2 separate regions of the Rattus norvegicus genome follow, and region 2 is linked to region 1. A link is a contact called in public Hi-C data. All regions are on one chromosome and are shown on one strand. Each heading gives the region's core, a stretch centred on a gene start, on an enhancer-like site or on the middle of the called end of the contact. The rest is flanking DNA. Distances are from core to core; before and after follow the strand shown. Region 1 holds the start of Yae1 (YAE1 maturation factor of ABCE1). Region 2 holds the start of Mplkip (M-phase specific PLK1 interacting protein).

The links. A called contact is a pair of places that touch in the nucleus more often than the background predicts.
Region 2: a contact with region 1 is called in a Hi-C map of liver, with 2.8 times the contacts expected there. The contact joins the promoter of Mplkip here to the promoter of Yae1 in region 1. A contact is called at or near these places in 2 of 12 Hi-C or Micro-C datasets (liver and mammary epithelial cells).

Annotation. Positions count from the first base shown.
Region 1 is chr17:51,718,900-51,726,523 of GRCr8, forward strand. It overlaps Yae1 (YAE1 maturation factor of ABCE1), which reads left to right and starts at 3,683. Exons shown (of 3, transcript NM_001107356.2): 1 at 3,683-3,821; 2 at 5,259-5,380; 3 at 7,028-7,624. The coding sequence starts at 3,696. The coding sequence ends at 7,442.
Region 2 is chr17:52,068,271-52,075,894 of GRCr8, forward strand. It overlaps Mplkip (M-phase specific PLK1 interacting protein), which reads right to left and starts at 3,450. Exons shown (of 2, transcript NM_001109452.1): 1 at 2,637-3,450; 2 at 884-1,598. The coding sequence starts at 2,972. The coding sequence ends at 1,398. Sugct (succinylCoA:glutarate-CoA transferase) reads left to right here and starts at 3,782. Exons shown (of 14, transcript NM_001014146.1): 1 at 3,782-3,880. The coding sequence starts at 3,787.

The DNA of each region.
Region 1 (7,624 bases), core at 2,433-4,932:
GGGAAGCCCTTGGTCCTGCCAAGGCTGGACCCCCAGTGAGCAGGATTCTTGGGGGGAGGTTGGGGAGGGGAACACCCAGAGAGAAGGGGAGGGGGAGAGGTTAGGAGGATGTTGGCCTGGAAACCGGGAAAGGGAATAACATTTGAAATGTAAATAAGAAATACCCAATTTAATAAAGATGGAAATAAATAAAAGAATTTAAATCCATTAGTCATATGCTCACAAAAAATACAGATTTTTATTCTAAAAAAATATATATAAGATGGAGAGTGATTGAGAAGACAACAGACATTAACCCTCCCCGCCTACACACACACACACACACACACATATACATATATGTATATATATATGTATATATATATAAATCTGCACATACAATGCATACAGATAGGCTGCATACATGCATGTGCAGACACATACACACACACAGAGAGAGAGAGAGAGAGGGATCCTCTCTATTCAGTGGGTCATGTAACTGAATATGAGAAAGTCGTGAAACCTTCAGCAACAGCAAAGGTCTCAGAACAAGCACCAATCAAATACACACAATCAAATGTGTATGAATGAAGGGTGGATCTGGGAGCAGCTGCTCACATTGGATTGTTCACTTCATGCAGCCTAGATCTAAGCACACGCTGTGCACGGCATACACCATCATGCCACACAGTGTCAGCAACCCAGATCTCAACCTCAACCTAGGGTTGACTTTAGTTAGCTCTTGCATTAAAGGTGTGTGCTAGGCCGAGGCACACAGGTACGTGTTTATAGTAAAGAGAAAGCTCTAGCATCAAGGGCTGAGCTATACCACACCTAGAAACAGTTTTTGTTTTTGCTTTTGTTTTTACAGTTCACAATCTTGGGGTTCACAATGTGAACAAATATCTTGCAACAGTTGTATGAAAATTTCTCAGTGAAAGGGGCCACAGTGAAAGGCCAAATCTTTTAAATTCAGACTTCATGTTTTAGAAAACTTGACCTAGGTTCAAATTCAGGTAAACTAGCAGGCTGGTATCTAACATTAGTTTCCAAGTTATTCCCCCAACAAAACCCAAGCCTAGCTCCAGTTTCTAGGCCCACTCCCAACAAGACCAGCAGCATCTCCAGGTTATTCCCCCAACAACCTACACCCCCAGGTTACAAGCCTAACCCCTGCTTAATGACCACCAATGCAGAGGGGAGCAGAAATTAAATTTATAATATGACTCCTAGCACCAGCCAATTATGTTAAAGGCCACAGTAGTTTTCCAATTAGATCCTTACACACTTACCCCTGCTTGCTGCTTACTATAAAGCCCTGCCATGATAGACATTCCGGGCTCCTCTCTCCGCCAAAACCATCCTGCATGACGGTGGTGAGGAGCCCAAGCTAGACTGAATAAAATAAAGACCCTGCTATCTATAAGTTACATCAGATTGGCTCCTGTCGGGTTTTGGGTTTTTGGTTTTGTTTTTCTTTGTGGTTTTTTTTTTTTTTGGTTTTTTTTTTTTGTTTGTTTTTTATCTTTAAACTTCTCTGGCACTACAGCAGCAGAATGGCCACAGCAGAGAAAGTTAAAGACCTGGTTTAAAATGCAATAAGACAACTTGTGTGTGTGTGTGTGCGTGTGTGTGTGTGTGTGTGTGTGTGTGTGTGTGTGTGTGTGTGTGTGTGTACATGCACATATGCATTCTTGTGAGTATTCAGGTGCAGTAATGTTAGGGTGCATGTCAAAGGACAACTTCAGCATCATTCCTCAGGTACTATGTACCTTTGGTGAGGGGGTCTGGAATTTATTCACCAAGTAAACTATTCTGGCTGACCAGAAAGCCCAAGGAATCCACTTGTCTCTACCTACCAAGATCTAGAATTACAGACATACATTATTACATCTGGCTTTCTTTTTTAATGTGAGTTATGGGGTTCTAATTCATGTCTTTGTCCTTGCAATGTAATCATTTTACTGACTAAACTATAGCTCTGACAGTTCAACTTTAAAGGGTATGTATTCATTGAAGGGTGTGGAATGAATGCTGGAAGCCCTGTATCCAATCCCCAGCAGCACACGAACTGGGCATGCTGATGCACACCTGTAATCCTAGCACTCGGGTGTTAGAGACAGAAGAGTCAGAAGTTCAAAATTATTCTCACCCTCCTAGTTTTCAGGCCTTGTAAGTTTTCAGGCCTTTTAAGACTTTGTCTTAAAAGATTAAATGTGTTGCTCTTGGGTTTGAATAATTTATAGTTTTTCATCTCCATTGGTGGTTACCTCCTAATTCCTGTCTTGCTTAATTTTTTCTCGCTTTTTTTTTTTTTTTAATGAGAAAGAGACAGGACAGGATTGTCTGTTTTCTTTTTTAAGACTTATTTTTACTTATATGTATCTGTATGTATTTGCATATACATTTGGAGGCCAGAGAGGGCTTGAGACTCCCTGGAGCTGGAGTTACAGGTAGTTGTGAGCTACCACCCACCTGCATGTAGATGCTCAGAACCAAATTAGCATCCTCCAGAAAAGCAGCAAGCATTCTTAACTCTAAACCATCTCTTGAGACCCTGTCCCTTAGGGCTTATCAAACAAGGGATGAGTTGTATTTTTTATTGCATTTATTTTCTTATGGTGTGTCTATGAGTGTGTATGAGTGCACGTGTGTGCAACAGTACATGTGTGGAGGTCAGAGAACAATTTGTAGGAGTTTATTCTCTCCTCCCATCACACTAGTCATGGCGATTGACACATTTCCTGGGGCTTTACCTACTGAACCAATTCACAGAAGTAGTTTTGAGTTTTGTATTTTACTCATTTCAATCACTATCTCTATTACTTCCTGTTCTGCCATTTTGTTTCTAATTAAGATGTCTATATACATACACCTTAACACATTTTATAATTAGTTTTACACATATATTTTTGTGATACAAAATTCTCTCTGAAAAGATAAAATAATAATGGGACTGTAGGGGATAACTTATTGACAGAGCATATATTCATTTGCAAGGCTTGTGGCTCAGTCCTCAGGACAAAAATGTAAAATGAACTAAAACAGTAACCTGTATCCTCTTCTCTCACAGCAGTGTTATTTTTCCCCTATCACTTACAGTCTTCAAACTATTAGTTATATATTATTGTTGGCCAACTGGCCGTTTCTACACTAATGGGAAGTCCATAGACACTGGGAACTTTTACTCCTGTCCCTCAAAGACCTAAAATGATGACTAATACAAAATAGATATTCCAAAAAACTTGTCAGAAAAATTCAGTTACCACATGACAAAACAAGAACGCTGCTGGTATTCAGTTCAACATGTACTCTGAGCCAGGAGTTGCTAATGCTTGAGCCACATTCCTGAAGTGTCATAATCACTGAGGAGACGTCAGGTTTTACAAATGTGTTCGCATTACTCAATCTCAAATTGATACTAGAATCAGCTTTCATATTCTAATGTTCTTGGCTGCACGTGGGTGTCCAATGACTTCAGCACTCGCAGAAACTGAGTCTCAACCCTGGAATGATGGGACTTAGCTTCCAGCCCCCACCCCGTTCCCCGCCGCCCCACCCAGACGCATAGGAGGAGACCCAGCCCCTAGACGCCTGGCTGCCCAGGGAGCCGCACACGCCCCTTCGTCCCACGCCTAAGCCCTTTCCTCCCGCCCCCCGAACCGGAAGCACTTGCCTGCGTTTCCGGTGGCCCCGGACTCGTGGTGTTCCTGGCAATGTCTTGGTTTCGAGCGACTCCCGAGATCCCCAGCCCTGGAGACCAGGACGTGTTTGATGAGGAAGCAGACGAATCTCTGTTAGTGCAGCGGGAATGGCAGGATCACATGAGGAAACGAGTCCAAGTAAATGGGCGGGGCCCGGGACGCACGGGAAAAGGGACTCCCACGAGGGACACAGGCTCCCCCGGGCAGGGGCACGCTGACCGAAGCCTGGGCGGACGAGTGCGGCTCTCTGACCGAGCGCTCCCCAACGTCGCCCCAGTCTTAGGATTTTCTGGTTGTTGATAACTTTTAAACAAGCGCGTTCTTTCGGAGTCCCTGCTGGGTTTGGAGTAGAGACACTGACCAACTAACGTGAACTTTATTCAGTCCTTCAAGAGTTTGCAGTTTGGGGAGAAAAAGAGATGAGGAGAAATACACACTCACTAGCAGATTCGCAGGTGTTCAGTGGGTGGAGAGTCCAAAGTTAGGCGTGGTGTTACAAAGGCTTGAGAAAGGTGAACTGTGACGGTAAGGGGAAGGTAGAGAAGGGAATACTGTTCCGTTTTTATGTTAAATTCGTTATTCGATCCGGACCTGTCTCAACACTCATTAAAACTCTCTTAATAATATCTGGGGAGAATCGGTGCTTTTTCTGGGTGAGAACTAACTACTTGCTAAGATCTGTCTCCACATAGAAGTGGATTCAGAGTATAACGATCTGCGTTCGATCCCTGAAACCCACATCGTGGAAGGACAGAATGGGTTTCTGGAAGTTACTTTCTGACCTTCACACTCAAGCTATGGCATGCAAGTAAATAAATGCCTCCCTCCAGAAAAATAGGTAAACATACGTTACGTAAATAGTCAAAAGATAAGCACTGCATCTACCCAGTATATTAGCCATTAAATTACCCTTTTAAAGGGGCAGTTGTGACTACCCTACTTTAATGTTCCAGTAAGTTAATATTTGTTGAGTCCAGCAACCATCATGTCATTACAAAAATGCCTTAGGCGTCTGGGGCTAAACCAATAATAAGGGGACAAATCTCTACTCCACAGTTCCGATTAGATTTCTAAAATCAGACTTCCTCTGCACTGCTCCTAAAATAGTTCCCTCTTCCTGGCCTTGCCAGCCTCCTTAACTGCCCTGTTCTAACCAGTTATCCAGAGACTAGACATGCAGTTTTTCCATTTTTGTGAAGACTTTTCTAACACGGTTTTTAAAAATTCCCTAACAACTAATGTTTAATGTTTGCACAATAACCCTAGGTTTCCAAAGTGAGTTGAGCATGTGACATGGAGTCATAACGCCTGTCATCACTTAGGAGGGTGAGGCAGTGGGATAATGAGTTCCAGGCCAGCCTGGAAGTAAGATTTTTAAAAAATAAAACTTGATAAGGAAGGATAAACCAATAATAAGGTTTCGGGAGAAACATTCTGCTTTGGATTTATTTATGTCTCTGCCACATCGTAATTCAGTTAACATAATCAAAACCTAAGTTTGTTTTCAAAATTGGTTCTGTGCTTTTCCTGAAAAGGTTTCCTTGGCATCCGTTACAACTGGTTCCTTACTTTTAGGAAGGTTACAGAGATGGGATAGATGCTGGCAAAGCAGTAACCCTTCAACAGGGCTTCAATCAAGGCTATAAAGAGGGTGCCGATGTCATTTTAAACTACGGACTACTCAGGGGAACATTGAGGTAATTTTAAAATCTTAAGTGATGAATCGTTTAGCCTCGGTTCTAATGGTGGTTTTTAATGTAGGTAATATGTAAAAATAAAACGTTTAAAAGTGTTTTTCCTGATGTTAAATACATGACTTCAGAGCATAAGATACTTTCAAAAAGTTTTCTAAGAGTTGTTGTCAGTTCATCCATTTTAATAGGTGTGCCTAATGCGTTCCCTTTGTGCCATTTAGACTAGCACTAATCACTCATGATGGAGTTTTCAGCTTCTAAATAAAGCTGTTTTTCCTGCACATGTAGTAGAGTACAGTATGGAAGGTCTGTCAGCTAGAAGTCCGTGGGGAAAGCCATATTTACTAATAGAAAGAGGTCCTATTTGAGTCCTGAACTTTAAATACCTGTAGGATACCATAGCAATAATGGCAGAAACTAGAGCCAAAGGTCAGGCACACATGGTGACTAAGAGTTGGGCAGGCCTCTTTGATGGGGATACTTTTTAGACTATCCTTATAAAGAAATAAAATACTGCAAAGAATTACATTTAAAAGGAAAAAAAAGTTTTAAATTTTGTTGAGACTTTTAGAAAATTCAGTAGAGTGTATTGTTTAGAACAAGAGGAAGATGGCCAGGAGTTCATCTTCACTTCATGTTTATGACCTTAGGAAGCTTACTGCCCAGTGTTTCGCATCCATTGACACTTTACGTCTATGGCATTTTCAAAGAGGGTTGTAACTCAGGTGTTTGCTCAGCATGCACACAGCCCTGGGTTCAGTACCCACCGAAAAGAGAAAAGAAAGAACTGTTGTTTTTTTATTATATTATATGAAAAAGCAGGGAGGAAGGTGGGTCTACTAGAAAAGTAACAAAAATAATGAAATATATTAGGAGTCAAATTCTTAACACTTTTCAAGAATATTAAAACTCTGTTGGTGATTCTAATGTGTGACGAATTTAGAATGACTGATTTAGAAGCTGTTTGATATCCTTAAAGAAGAAAGTGGGGCTGGTGCTATAGGTCAGGGTTAGGACGCTTGCTTCAACTACCTGATGCCTTAGGCTAAATACTGAGTAGTGCCAAGATAAAAACAGTGACTTGAGGTCACATTGACAAAGTAAGCTGTTGCCCAGGTCGAACTCTAAAATACTCCGGATAATGTTTTTTTGTCTTTAATAATTTAACAAGTCTAGGTTTTCTATTTTAAAAGGAAAGAAAAATAAGAAACTTTTTTTGTTCTTTCTATAAGTAATATCTTACTGCACATAAGTTACATGGCCAAGAAAATGTAAAATAAAAATAGATGGGGCTGGAGAGAGCTCAGTGGTTAACAGCACTGACTGCTCTTCCAGAGGTCCTGAGTTCAATTCCCAGCAACCACTTGGTAACATACCTAAAATAAATGAATCTTAAAATAAAAATACAGTGCTATGAAGGGATATTCTTTAAAATCGTCTATAATATTAAGTCTAGTGATTAACATATTAAGATATACTGAGTCTAAACTTCAGTGTTATTTACATCATCACTTCTTAATTTTGACATGCATTATCAGTTCAGTATCTCTGCATGGTACGGTCTCGAAGAAAGGCGTGTAGTATTTAGTACTCTGAATGCCTGTGACTCGTTTTTTTCCTATTTAACTCTTGTTCCTATATTCCCCTCAGCGCTTTGCTTTCCTGGTGTCACCTTCATGGTAATAGTTCAACGCTGATTGGCAAGATAAATAACCTTCTGGATGCAGTTGGCCAGTGTGAAGAGTGTGTGATCAAACATCTGAAATCAGTTACGTCACCGCCACACATTACAGATTTATTGGACTCCATTGAGGATCTGGACCTTTGTCATGTAGTCCCGCCTGAGAAAGCTGTTGAAGCAAGAGGTGACACTAGTGCTGACATTAGCACAGATGCTGACAGGAGTCCGAATGGGATGGATTGTTCACATCCAGAATGTTGCAGAACACAAGAGCATGCGCATTTGGAAAAGCCAAGCCTCACTTGGATTCTGGAACAGACATCCAACTTGGTGAAACAGCTGGGAATATCAGTAGACATATTACAGCACCTGAGACAACTGTAAAATTATCTCCCCCTTTCCAGAGGAAGTAATGCTCGGAGTATTACTTAGAGCATTGTGTTCTAGATAAGGTAACCACTGATTGATTAATTCCTGTGTGGAATTAACACTAGTAAATGAAATGACATTTGTCTTTGTCATTGGTAAATTGTCTAGTTTTAGATACACTCAGTAATCCTCATTGT
Region 2 (7,624 bases), core at 2,200-4,699, 350 kb after region 1:
CTGTTCAAGACTTGAATTTTAAAAACTGAGGAATAGCCCTCCAAGTTTTATCTCTATTAATATAGGTATATACACAGCATCCCTTTCCTTCTACTTCAGGCAGGCAAAGCTAAAGTTCATAGAACCCTTTCTCAGATTAAAAATGTGCCCACAAGTCAAGGTAATTAGGCCTTACTGTGTAGGTCATAGTAAACTGGCTTTGTCATGTCTCCTTTGGGACTGATGGAATCAAATACATATTTGTTGTCTCTGTCATGGGAAGTGATCTGAGCCATTACTATTAGCCATTTGTTGTGGTATGGATGTGAAGTGTCTTCCCAAATGGGTCATATGTTAAAGGCTTGTCTGATTATTGGGAAGTGATTAGATTGTCAGGGTGTTAACCTCTTAAGTGGATTAATACCTCAATGGTTCACATGATGCTATTATTGGGAAGTAGAAAAAGGCGAAGGTGCTCTAGAAAAGGCTCCAATTGTCTCTGGCCCCTTCTGTCTTTCTATACCTTGGTAGCCAAGGGTGAGCAGCTTCTGCCTTATCTACAGATATTTTGGCTCACCTCAAGACTAACTAATGGATTCAGCTGAACTTCTACTGGAACCTTAGAAACTATGACCCAAAATGCCCCCTGGCATTTTATCACAATGACAAGAAATCAACATACCACCTTCTTTGGCTTCAAGAGAAAGTATGTCTATAATGCTCAAAATATAGAGAAACTTTGATAGAACACTGAACTGCATATATATATATATATATATATATATATATATATATATATATATGTATACACACACACACACACACACACACACACACACACACACACACACACACACATTTCTTATTTCTTATCCTGGCCTTTTGTGGTTAAATAAGTAAAAAGTATAAGTAATGTTAAGTGATTTCCAGTGATTTTTTTTGTTTCAATATTTTAACAGAAATGCAAAAAAATGAATGTAGAACAACTTTCTATTAATAAATATATAGAGAACTGTCTAGGGTAGCTTATCTATTTCGTTAAAAAAATAGTCTGTAAAACACCCTCAAATTCTAAGTGATTATGAAGCATTATTTTAGCAATTCTACATATCAACAAAATCACAATTAGGAAGACAAAAATGTTTTATTGTAAAACACTGAAAAAAACAAATGTTTGTTATCTTGGAAATGTTAAATATGAAAACTGTGTTCCGTGGTACACACTCCCAGATAGCTAAATACTGTAAATTACCCTATCATTTCCTCTAATATCAACACTTGATAAAGTTAGAGATATACCAAGGGTCTGCTAATCATTATTCAAAGTCATCATCTTTGGGTTCAACTCATTTTCACAAGTAAAAGTTCTGTCCAAGATGTTCCTGACACATGAGGCTTCCAGTTGAATTTCAGAAATGTTAAGAAAAGTATCTTCCTTTTTTGCCTGTGAATGTTTGCGTATTGCTGTACTGTTGGCTTATATCCACTACAGATACTGGTTCTAGGCCAGCCCAAGGGTCTTCAAGCATTGAAGGCTTAAAATAACTTTCCAACTCATTAGACATTCTTTTTTCTCTACCACGCCCTGATCCAAATGGTGTAGATGTCCTTGGAGAACCCTTTAGGAAAAAAATGATCAGTTAAAAAAAAACATCTAAGAAGAGATAATTGGTACTTTCTCCTCTAGTTAAATATTAGTGGGGAATCACATCAAAAGTTGCCAATTGAAACCCAATATATTCAGTTGCAAATTTCTTTAATCTAGTGCTTTTAAGACTTACTAAAACCATTTGTAGTTTTCTTTAAAAAATATCTGCTATCATCTTAAAAAAACCTTTCAATTTCCAATGTGATATCTCTGCAGCTATTAAATACAAATAAATTCAGTATAAGCAAAGATTAATTGTATTCAATTTTTCCTGGAAACTTACTTTTTGACCTGATAGGTTTCAAATTTCTACAACTTTTACATGGCATGAAATTTCTCCATTCTTATTAATTCCAACTCATAAGGGATTCAGCTGGGTGAGCATATTCAAGTTTGCAAAACGCCCTACCTAGATACAAGTTGTTAGCCAGAGAGGTACTTCCTGTCTTGTATTCACTCATTAAGAGGGGAAATTTCCACAATTCCAAATTTTCTATTTTTCCCTTCAAGAGAACTTTGAGTAGATCTAAATATGGCTCGAAAAACAATGGTAAGCATTAAAAAAAAAAAAAAAGGCAAGAATGCACAAACAAGGAAGGGACATCTGTATGAAAATGGCCGTAGACTACAGTTTAGAGGAGCCATACTCCACAACAGTAGGGAATTATTCACTGTCTTCCCCTAGGAATCCAGGAATATTCACTGAAATAAATGACAAAAAATCCAAACTCAAATAAAACAAAAACCTCTGGGGGCGGGGGAAGAAATGGAGGATTAAGGAAGTTTGTACACGAATGTGGTATGCTGGCTAAGTGCAGTTTCTGTGGAACAGAACTATATAGCTCCGCCACGTATTGTAGTCTTAGATAATTTCTTTACATCTCAGGTTACTCATCTGCAAAATTGGGCCAACATATATCAGAGGATTAAACAATCCACGTAAAGGGAATTTTAGTATCACGTCTGCCATAACAGTAAGAGTTCGGCAAACGCTAGCTATTGTCTTTACCTGGGGGTAGGTCTGCTGCTGCCCTGGGGAGTAGCCGAACTGATGCTGGGACCCCGCGGGGGACCTGGAGTAGGAGCCTGGGTAGCCGCCCGGGGACGGAGACCCGAAGCGGGCCCCCGAGAAGCTGCCGCCTTGCCGCGGAGAGTGGCTGCTCCCGTACGGCCTAGCCCGGGGCCCGCAGGGCGGAGTGTGGTGCGGACTCCCGTACCCGTCCCGCGGGGAGGGCGGCCGCGGCCCCCCGCCCAGGGTACCCCGGAAGTTGTTTCCGCCACCCCAACCTCCTATCCCCGGGCTGGGGTACGGAGGAGTTGGTGGTCGAAAATTCGGTCGGTGCATAACAGGAAACGAAGCTGAAGAGCTCACTCGCCAATGCCCCACCGGAACCTCAGTGATCAACTGCTAGAAGAAAACTGGTATTCCTGTTTATGCAGTCCTCCGGCTGCCAGCGGAGTAGCGCACCTTAGTTCCGGCTGCACAAAGGTTCCGACCTCACCACGCTTCTGCAAGAGAGCAGATTAAATAGATCACTCAAATCGGATAAGGGTGGGTGTGTCTGAGAGGAGGAAAGATTGTAAAGGGGAAACCAAATTCCCGACCCCAGCGTCCCCGACCCCAGCGTGAACAATGCCACCCACCGCCTTCGGGGAGACCCCCAGTATACGGAAACGGAAGCGGAAGAGACAAAACCGGTCATCAGGCTGTGCCGGGCGAGTCGGAGGAGGCGGTCCCGAAAAGGGTGGATCAGAGGGAGAGGGCGATTAAGCTTTGAGGCTTCCGGAAAGCAGGGCGTGAAGCGTCAGGGGCCAGAGTCCTGGACTTTAGCGAGTCGGAGGCGGAAGCCAACATCGACGCGCGGGGTGGGTTGTGACGAGTTAGGGGCGGGGCCTGAGACAAAGAGGGCGGGGCCGAAGGATGTGAGGCTAGGGACTTGGTTGAACCATTTGGTTCAAGGGGGCGGTGCCAGTGAGGCTGAGACCGAGGCTTGGGCCGAAGCGGAGGGTGTGCTGTTGGGAGGGAGACCAGGCGGAATGTCTGGGCGGAGGAGGCGGGGTTGGTGAAGGGGGCGGGGCGGGCGGAGGGGACGGGACTGGCTGAGGGGCCAAAGGTCAAGGAAGGGAGCTCTGGGGCGCTCTCATTGGGTTGAGGGGCGATGCTGCGGATGCTGGCCAGGGCGGTGGCTTTTCGGAGATCCGGCCGAGGCCAGGCCGGCGGGAGGGGGCTGTGGACCGGCCGCCCACAGTCAGGTACCCACTGACACTGAGCGCTCAGGCTCCCTGAGGAGAGTGCTCGCGCCTCGGATGCGCCTGTCTCAGGGCTCGCGACCGCGTTCGTGCCCTACTTCTCTTCTCCATCCCTGCCTTTAATCCCCCAAGTTTTGGTAATTTAGAAAATAGCACCTCCCGCCGAATGCTGAGTTTTAGAAAGCAGATTGCTACCTTGATAACTTAAGAATGCCTGTACTAATTAACGTTGGACTTGAGCCCTGCGTTTCTGTTCTTGTAAAATGGAAGTTGACGAGGTTAAGAAGTAGAAATAGAAATTTAAAGGAAAAGAGAAACGGGATAATTCGAAAATGTCATCTTTTGCATAAGATACCTGTCTCAGAAATCTTGTAGAAGATGGAATTTCAAATTACGAGTTTTGTGGAGTTTCCCTTCAGATTCTGAAATCAACTCAGGGAATTTTAGGACTCAATACATTAGACCAGCGTGTGGTATGGATCTGTGGGGGTTTTATTGGTTTAGATTTTTTGTGTGTATGAGTGTATTACTTGTATTTATGTGCATGCAGCACTTAACGTGCCTGATGCCTTTAGAGATCAAAAAGTAATCAGAATTCCTGGAACTGGAGAACAGTGTGATTGGATCTACCTTGTCGGTGCTGGGAACAGAACCTGAATCCTCTTGCAAGAGCACTAAGTACTCTTAACCACTGAGCCATCTCTTCAGTTCCAGGCCTTTATGGTTTTCATTCATTCATAGCACCTTTGTATTTCAACCTTCAGTCTCTGACATCTTCAGTCACAAATAAAGAGTACATTCAGATATAAATAAAGAGTATCTTCTCAGCTTTATTCTTTATTAATAGAGATATAAACACAAGGGCTTTTGGGGGAAGGGTTTAATTTTTTTCATGCCCCTGCGTCATTCTTGGATAATTCCGTAAAACTTTTTTGTTGAGCTTATTTTTGTTTTCGTTTTTTATTTGTTTGTTTTTGAGACAAGTTCTCAATATATAATTCAGGCTCGGCCACATTCCTTACTTCCGAAGATAAATTGTACAGTTAATCATGGAGAGGTAATGTCACCATCAGGATACAGTGATATAATTAGAGCCTTCATACTACAGCTTATCTAACATTTATATTTTCTATACTGGCCAATATATCTGTTTTCTCTTTCCTTTGTTTAGCTTAGTATCTGGCAGTTGGGCACTCATATATCACACACATATATGTCACTGCGTCAATAATCTGCCTTATGAAGGGAGCTTAGAAGTGGGGTGATAGGCACCAAAATTATGTTTATTACTTTTTTTTATAACTGGCAGAAAATAATGCAGAATTGGGCCACAGTTTACCCTATATTAATGATCTTTTTACTTGCATTCTGCTTCTAGAATGTAATTGAATCCAGGGCCTTATGTATGCAGGGTGGACTCTTTACTGATGAGCTTCAGTGTAGCCCTAGTCCCCACAATCTATCCAGATAATACACTAGAAGTCTGGGAGAAGAAATGGAGAGAAAACTTTGCCTGGAGATTAAGATAGTGTACTTCCCAGCACATTTGAAAGTATTGTTCCAAACTGAAACTTTAATACAAGACCCATTTTAATCTCTTTAGAGACTTTCTTCTTTCGTTATTTTGTCTTTTTTTTTTTTTCCCCAGAGCTGAGGACCGAACCCAGGCCTTGCACTGCTCTACCACTGAGCTAAATCCCCAACCCCGACTTTCTTCTTTCAAATGAGAAATTTGGCAAGAATAAATAAGTGTTTTTTTTTCTTTCTTTCTTTTTTTTTTTAGACTCACCTAGCAAGATCAGAATTCAGACTCTGAATTCTTCGGATTTTTTTATTTTTAGAAATACAAATAGTCAATCATTTGAAAAATGCAATAAAAAGCATGAAAGTCTTGAAAGTGTACGGGCATGATGACACATACTTTTAATCCTAGCATTTGGGGGGTAGAGGCAAATGGATCTTTGTGAGTTTAAGCCTAGCCTCATCTTCAAACTGAGTTCTAGGATGGCCAGAGCTTCATAATAGATTGTGTCTCCAAAAAATACTGTGTAGCTCCTTTTGGATTCACAGATGATAAATATACACTTAGGTGGTGAATCATAGCTGTAGCTAGGGTATTCCTAAGGTTTACCTGGGATTTACAATCTGACTGGCTGAGGTGGTGGGCCCAAGAACCCTATATTGAAAATTTGTGTAGTGACTTTAATGAAAGCCTGAGGGGAAAGAAAAATTTAGTTGTGCTTCCTGGAGCTATATAAAAATTAGTGAACTGTAAGGATGGGTGTGAGAATATAGTAGCTTTCTCCTGGAGGGAAAAGGGAATATTCCATTTTTGTTAACAAACAGACATGGTTCCTGCAAAAAGACTGCAGCACAGTGTAAGGATAACCAGCATTAGAAGGCGGATTATGCACCTACAGTGCTCGCAGAACAGTGCTGTCAGGACAAGCGCTGCCCAGGCTTCGCTGTGCTCTTTGGTTATCATATACATAGACATGAGCAATGTCAGAATTTTTTGTGTCCTTGAGAACTCTGATGACAATGGATTTTGGAGTGTAGAAATTAAAGCAAGTAAGAGCAACAGAATAAACAAGTGTGAATATGAGTGGAGTTTGCTTGTTTCGATAAGGTTGTTGTAATGCTTATTTACCTAAGGGGTGTTCCTATGGTGCATGTATGTGTGTGTTATCAGTTTCATTTTTTTCATATTGCCATATCTTCAAAACAGAGCAACAAAAATCTACTTGAGAGCCCAATATATAAAAGCAGAAGAATAATGCTTAAAATGGAGATTGGGGACCCAGAATTCTGTCACCTTGTATCCCTACTTTCCCATCCTGCAAAGCAATTCTGGGACTCTCCTGAGGAATTTCCAGAACATCCCCATTTTAGGCAAATGGCAGTAATCAGTGTTTCATGCATTGATACTTAGCTTAGCTTTACTGTCTACAAGAAGTAAATATTTTCATGTTTCTGTGTTGTTAGGGCTTTCAAAATGGAAACTAGGTTAAAGGACAAGCCATGGAAGTTAAACAGTGATTGATTAGATAGTTAGAGGTATGAGTTTATATTTAAAGGGATATAAACCAAGAGGCTTGGATTCATTCCCAGAACTGCAAACTCAGTGAGGCTTCTGTCTCCATGCAAAGGCTATTTCTATCCTATGGGGTAGGATCTCCCCGAAGAGTATTAGCTCCCATTTATCAGAGGAAGGTCGAAAGAAGCCGGGCTGTCATCTTGCATAAACTCTTAGATTCATAATTTTGGAGTTCTTCTCTTATAGTTCAACCCCTGTAATGAGTAGGTCTAACCAAACTATTAGGCACAAGAATATGGTGCATTTCTTGAGGTTATTTAATCAAAATTGATATCTGCTATAGAAATCTTATGTTTACTTTCAGAAGTGAATATATAGCGGTTAAAAGTTTATTATAGATAAACCTTGTTTAAGAGAACACACTAAATAATTCCTGTACATAGAGAATACTTAGGGTATAATCCCTCTTTGGAAAGCATAATCTTTAGCTTCATATTTCCTGAAGATTTTCAGATTATTTTCTTTGGAGTGCTGCCTTTTGTTAGCTGTCTCATGTTAAGGACAGTAGATTACAGAGAAGTGAATGAATATGAGATTAGCTCATTCCTTAATAAGAAGGAGGGAATCTGTTTCAAGCACAGTAAATCACTTTAATAGTATTTCCACTGACAAAGTAAGAGAGATTTAAAGGAACTTTTAAAAAACATTGC